2 separate regions of the Mus musculus genome follow, and region 2 is linked to region 1. Evidence: chromatin contacts called from public promoter capture Hi-C data. All regions are on one chromosome and are shown on one strand. Each heading gives the region's core, a stretch centred on a gene start, on an enhancer-like site or on the middle of the called end of the contact. The rest is flanking DNA. Distances are from core to core; before and after follow the strand shown. Region 1 holds the start of Wdyhv1 (WDYHV motif containing 1). Region 2 holds the start of 1700010G06Rik (a long non-coding RNA gene).

Region 1 (2,700 bases), core at 93-2,592:
GAAGGACTCCCAACCACCATGTAGACTCCAGATCTCATTCCACTTAGTTGTGTGGTCTGGGACAAACCACAACCATTCTATAGTTCAGCCTTTGTAGTGTCAATAATTACCACAGAACCTGTCTCCAAGACATCGCTCTACCACCCCCTGTTCTCAATCTGTGGGTCATGGCGTTGAATATCAGATATTTACACTACGATTCTTAACAGTAGCAAAATTAGTTGTGAAATAGCAACGAAGTTTTTACAGCTGTGGGTCACCACAACAAGAAGATCTGTATTAAAGGGTCACAGCCCTGGAAGATTGAGAACCAGGGCAAGCACTTGGACTTGAGCTAAAGTGGTCACTGGTCAGTCACAGCTGAATGCTAAGTTCTTAGAGTCCTTGTTTGAGTGACCAGCTAGAGTTGAGAGGAGTCTATTTAAATGATCCTGAGGTTTCTCCTGAGTTGGGATAGCAGTCCCTACACAAAAGGAAGATGAGGCCTAGGGACAAAAAAGGCAAGGTGAACGGTGTTTGCACAAGCAGCCTAGGACACTAACCTCACAATCCCGGGGCCTTGTGTAAAACAGCAGCACACCCTTCAGTACCTCAGAGTTCTTCCAAGCTGCAATCACACCAGTACCTACCTCTTGGGATTACTGTGAGGTTCAACTGAGTTAATTTACACCATGCACGCAAAACAATGCCTAGCATATGGCAAGGATGGTGCAAATGCAACCATTATCATATGGCCAGTAAGGTAATGCCAGTAAGGTAATCAGGGTAGCCAGTTGCCTGAACTGGATTTCCTACTACCACAAATTCTGTGTCTCCATTGTCTTTAAAATTATAAAGACGTATACTTCAACCTGAATCAATGCAGACTTCAACAGTTACCATTGGGTCTCCAGCCTAACTCCCCTCCCTCCCTTGTCCCTATGCACTAAGACGCCCCGACTTCACCCCACTGCTCAGGCTCAGCTAAGGAGACCAGAAATGCGTTCCCCACCCTCCTCATCCCGGCGCTAAACCCGGGCAGTGTAGGCCAGCAGCAGCACTCAGGGGAGCATCCAGGAGAGGGGCGCATTGGTGGCGGCGCGCGAAACCGCGCAGATTCCCGGGGTCCGCGCCCGCGCTCTCTCACCAATAGCAGCTGTTGTAGACACATGCGTCCCGCGTAGGACAGACCGGCTGGTACTGCGGGGCCGTGGCGGCGGGGCCGTCCCCCTCCATGACCCGAAGCTGTGGCTCACAGGTCAACTAAACAACCCGCTGGCCGCAATTGTCGCCAGTCTCCCAGGAGGAGAGGACAACAGAGTAGGCGGCCAGGACAGTTTCCGGGTGGGAGAGCCGAGAGCCGGGTGGGCGGGGCCCCGTGCAGCGTGAGGGCGGAGCCCGGGATGACGAAGCCTGCGTGGTTCCGGGTGGGCGGGGCCTGAGAGAATGAGTGGGATCTGAGGGGGGTGGGGGTGGGGCGAGGCTGGTGGAGAGGGGGCTGGGAATGCGAATCTTAGGATGACTTGAACTGTGTAGTTCTTGCCAGGTTTTGCGTGGTGGGTGGAGCCTGTGGCAGAGCGGGATGCACTTAGAGGCTTCCCTCTCGCCCCGCCCCCCCCACCACCCGGACCCCAAACCGAACCTGTTCTTGAGCTACGCTGCGTAGACCTAGTCGCCCTCCCATGGAGGGATTGCTTGTGTTGTTGCCAGTGTTTAGATATGAGCTTCCGGATACACTTAAAACTCCAGCTAAGGTTGCCCGCTGTGTGAAACCAGAAGAAACTCTAAACTAAGAGATGCTTGGGCACGCACGAAAGCTGAACCTTTAGAGCAGGAACTGAGAAAGAAAGGCGAACGGGGGGGGGGGGGGGGGGTGTTAGTGCAGTGCACCCAGATCTCACCATATTGTAATTTAATTTCTTCTCATCTGGATCTCTCTCCCTCTCCGTGTGTGTGTGTGTATTTTAAAGAAAAAAAGTTTTAACCAGGTGTGGTGACAGACACCTAAAGTCCTTGCATGCAGGAGACTGAAGCAGGAGGATTGCTTCTAATGCAAGGTGATCCTAGACTACAAAAGAATTTTTCTTTTAAAAAAAAAAAGATTTAAAGAGTCTGGATAGCATTTTGTGTTAATCATATTTATTTTCAAAAGAGAAGACACCAAATTGCTAAAACAGTGTTTATGCATAGTGAATTAAAGACATAGAGAACTGTCTCTATAGACATCCCAGTCTCCTGTGTGTGCCTTAAGTGCTCAGAGAACCTCCCTGCAAACGCTGGACTTCTTAAGATTAGATTATAGGCCACCCACAGACTCTCAGCCTTCTGAGACCCCAACCCCATAAAGTGCTGTGCTGGTGGTATTCTGGTGAACTTCAGCTGCTGTCCAAAACCCATAAATCCTACAAACTAAACATGTGTTTGTGTCTGTTACCAATTTATTGTTTCAGCTTGAATACTCCCTTCAACAGAGGCTGGGAGGCAGGGAGTGGCAGTCATGAAGCCTCTCTTGGTTAGTACAAAGTGAGTGTGAAGTTAAGCTTTCTCAGTAGAAGGATGGAAAGAGATTGCAAGGGAAAGAGGATCCCTGCAGTTTCTAGAAGGGACCAGAGCTAGTTGTGTGATCATCCTGCCCTCCAGTGGAGTCAGCTCTGGACAGACACCAGAACTTGGGGAAGCCTGCTTGCAGTTGTGTGTGGACAGCAATGGCCTTCTGTCTTA
Region 2 (2,994 bases), core at 307-2,806, 6.2 Mb before region 1:
GTTCTTGGTGCTTCACTTCCAGGACACAAAGCATCCTTGCAGGCTGAGTAGCTTGCTGCTCTGGACAGTGCTTAGCAGAATGAGAGAGGCCTAGGGTAATAAACAGTCTTTGAGGGGGATTATAATGACGACAGCGTAGACGGCGCTTGCTTTATATAAGCCGGGTTCACAGAAGCTCGAGTCTGTGTGCACGTGTCTTTTTCTGGCTTTGGAGAGGATAAGTGTGTATTTCTGGGTAGTTCCCTGTAAAGAAACCCAGCCTTTCAGCTTTGCCCACGCCAGACTCTATTTGCTTTTAGATATCCAGGAATGGCGTTCGGGGTATTTGAGAAAAAGGGAGGTGCAGATGGTTTTGCACCAGGGCATGGTTTCAAATTTAAAGAGGATTATGGTCCATGAACCCCAGAGATGGTGGGTTGAGGTGCGAAGCTTTGAAATTCTAATTGCAGACCAGTCTAAGGAGGTATATGCTTACCAGAGCACAATATCTCATTGTTCATATAGTCCCCTCTTGGCTGGAGGAGGCAGGGGAGGGGCAGATACATAACATAATCTTCGGAGGAAACTGAAACAGCAATTGGTGGCGGCAGTTTGGGCTCTCCGGTGAATTCAGAAAGAAATCCCTGGCTGTTTACCACTGCTGAGCTTGGAATAATCTTGACTCGTTCATCTGCAGAGCCAGGTGTGGGAGCAAACCGGCTGGAGCTGGGAGGGCTCTGTGTGGTGGTCATTTTTGACACGCCTTACCCTCTTATTTGATAAACTCATGCCACCCAAACCCAAGGTATCTGAATTAGGAGAGAAAGCTGTGGAATTCAGGGTCTCTGGGAACAGACACACTTATTAGCTAAGTCTAGGCTCTGAACAACAGTTCATTTTTACTGTTTATGTCACACACACAGAGGAGTGCTGCCAGCTCAGTAGACAGGGCAGGTACTAGATGACAACTGGGGTGTGGGGGGTGGGACCAGACTGGCTCACAGCCCTGAGGAAGACAAATCCTTTCAGAGGGAAGCCCCAGTGCTCACTGATTTTTCTCGCTGATTTGCTCTCAGTACTTTATAGGGGAGCATGGGATTTCTGAGGCGCAGGGAGCTTAATTAGGCCAAGCTAGTGAGGGTCATATTTGTTCCAACTTACAGAATTTTCCAGATGCTGTGAGAAATGAGCTAGGATTCTCTTCTGGAATGTTCATTCTCCAAATGCTACATCTTGCAGCCCTGGCAACCAGTGAGCCTGCCCTTGTGGGGTGGTCAGCTGCCAGTCTCCTCCTGCCTTATTTTCTCCCTGAGAGCTAAACCCTCCATGTCTCCCAAACCAAACTTTTAAAGTACTGAGGAGAGAAAGTACTCTTGTTTATGTTTAACCTCTTTATTCACTAGTTTTTTTTAAAAGGTCAGTTTGCCAGGGATGTGTTTCTTTATGCTCATTCCCTTAGCAAGTTCTTCCTGTAGTAGGCGGAGACACTTCCCTGCCTTGGAGAGCACTGGTAGGAACCGCAGTGGAGGCACAGTGCACACCCAATTCGGTCAAGCCAGGAAGAGAAACAGCACACATTTTAACCCATTTTTTCCTATGCAGAGAGCAAGTCCTCATCCATGAACTCAGCCTCCTCCATGAGGGTCCCTGTCTTCTACTTTCATGGGAGGCAGTTAGGGGTCCAAGATTCCCAGCCAACAGGGTATCGAGTGGTGTATCCATTCTATTCTGCACACTTTGACTGAGCCTTCTCTGACCATGGTTTATGTATGGCTCTGTCATTTTCTCCTACTCCTCCTCTGTATTGCCTATTTGTCTGGTCCTCTGCTGCAAAGCAAATTCCAAGACAGCAGGAATGTGGCCCTTGCCGACATCACTCATCTCAGAATTTGTCAGCTTGTGAGGCGAACCTTTTCCTCTTGACATGCAGTCTTCTCCTCCCTCCCTGCCGGTCCTCACTCAAGACAAGCCCTCTCCGTGGGTCCCTGAGCCACACGACCCACACGCGGCCAGAAAGGCCAGCGAACACAACCTCTAGCTAGCTATATCGGACGGTATGCAGGCAGGTCTGAGTGGGCCACAGGGCTTGCCTTCCAAAGCAGGCTTTAATGGAGGCCAGTCATACGCTTTCAAGGGCTCCTGGAGGCCAATCCCAAGGACTAGGTGGGTTTTGTTGATACCATTCTCAAAATCTTCCAGTCGGTGGTGAGAAATTAGATGGGTATGTTGGACTAACAACAGTAGACATCTTGCTGGGGCTGAATTGGTACTTTTCTCAGAAGAAAGTCAGTTCCTGCTTAGCAGTGAAGAGCATTTGCACCTGAGAAATACTTTTTGCATCTCCGGATGCTCGGCGGTCCTCTGGGGTAGGGGAAGAAAAAAAAAAAACCAAATACATCTGGACAGATGAAAGTATTTTAAAACAACCCTTCCTGTCTCTGCACAAGGCACAGCATTGGCGTTCAGAGGGCAGCAGGGCTGCGCCCCCATCCCTCGGTCCGCGCAGAAGGGAGACGGCTTTCCGGGCCTCGCTTCCTGCACCCACTCGGGACTAAAAAAGAACACGAACAACTTTTTTTTTTTTTTTTTTTTTGGTCCCTCTCTTGCAAAAACGCTCGCGTAACCAGCTCGCTGAAGTAACCGCTCCGGGGGCGGCCGGGTGTGTGTGTGTGTGCGTGGGGCGCGGTTCCGGAGCCCCACGGGCACGAGCACCAGCGCCGGCGGCTGCGAGGTGGGGGCCGCGCGAGGGCCGGGCGGCGGGGGGGGGGGGTAAGTGGAGAGAGAGGGGCGGGCGGGGCGTGCGGGGCGCGTGCGCAGAGCACTTCCGTGTTTGTCCCCGTGACTGGCGCGGGCGCGCCGCCCGCCGCTCCGCGGGAGCGAGCGCCCCAGTCGGTCGAGCCTCGCCGCTTGTCAGCGCCACCGGAGCGGTCCGTTCCGCCCAGCCCCGCCCCTCCCCGTCGCGCCCCGCCCCGCCCCGCCCCGCCGCCCCTTGCGTGCGCTCGGGGAGGCGCGTCC

Evidence for each region. Promoter capture Hi-C pulls out the DNA fragments that hold promoters and counts their contacts.
Region 2: a promoter capture Hi-C map of pre-B cells shows a contact between it and region 1, with 2.8 times the contacts expected there. The contact joins the promoter of 1700010G06Rik here to the promoter of Wdyhv1 in region 1. A contact is called at or near these places in 1 of 39 promoter capture datasets (pre-B cells) and 1 of 484 Hi-C or Micro-C datasets (CD4 T cells).

What each region holds. Positions count from the first base shown.
Region 1 is chr15:58,140,008-58,142,707 of GRCm38.p6, reverse strand. Wdyhv1 (WDYHV motif containing 1) reads right to left here and starts at 1,342. Exons shown (of 6, transcript NM_029734.2): 1 at 1,127-1,342. The coding sequence starts at 1,215.
Region 2 is chr15:64,312,680-64,315,673 of GRCm38.p6, reverse strand. It overlaps 1700010G06Rik (a long non-coding RNA gene), which reads right to left and starts at 1,556. Exons shown (of 2, transcript XR_003951590.1): 1 at 1,141-1,556; 2 at 1-716. All of the region lies in intron 2 of Asap1 (ArfGAP with SH3 domain, ankyrin repeat and PH domain1), which reads left to right.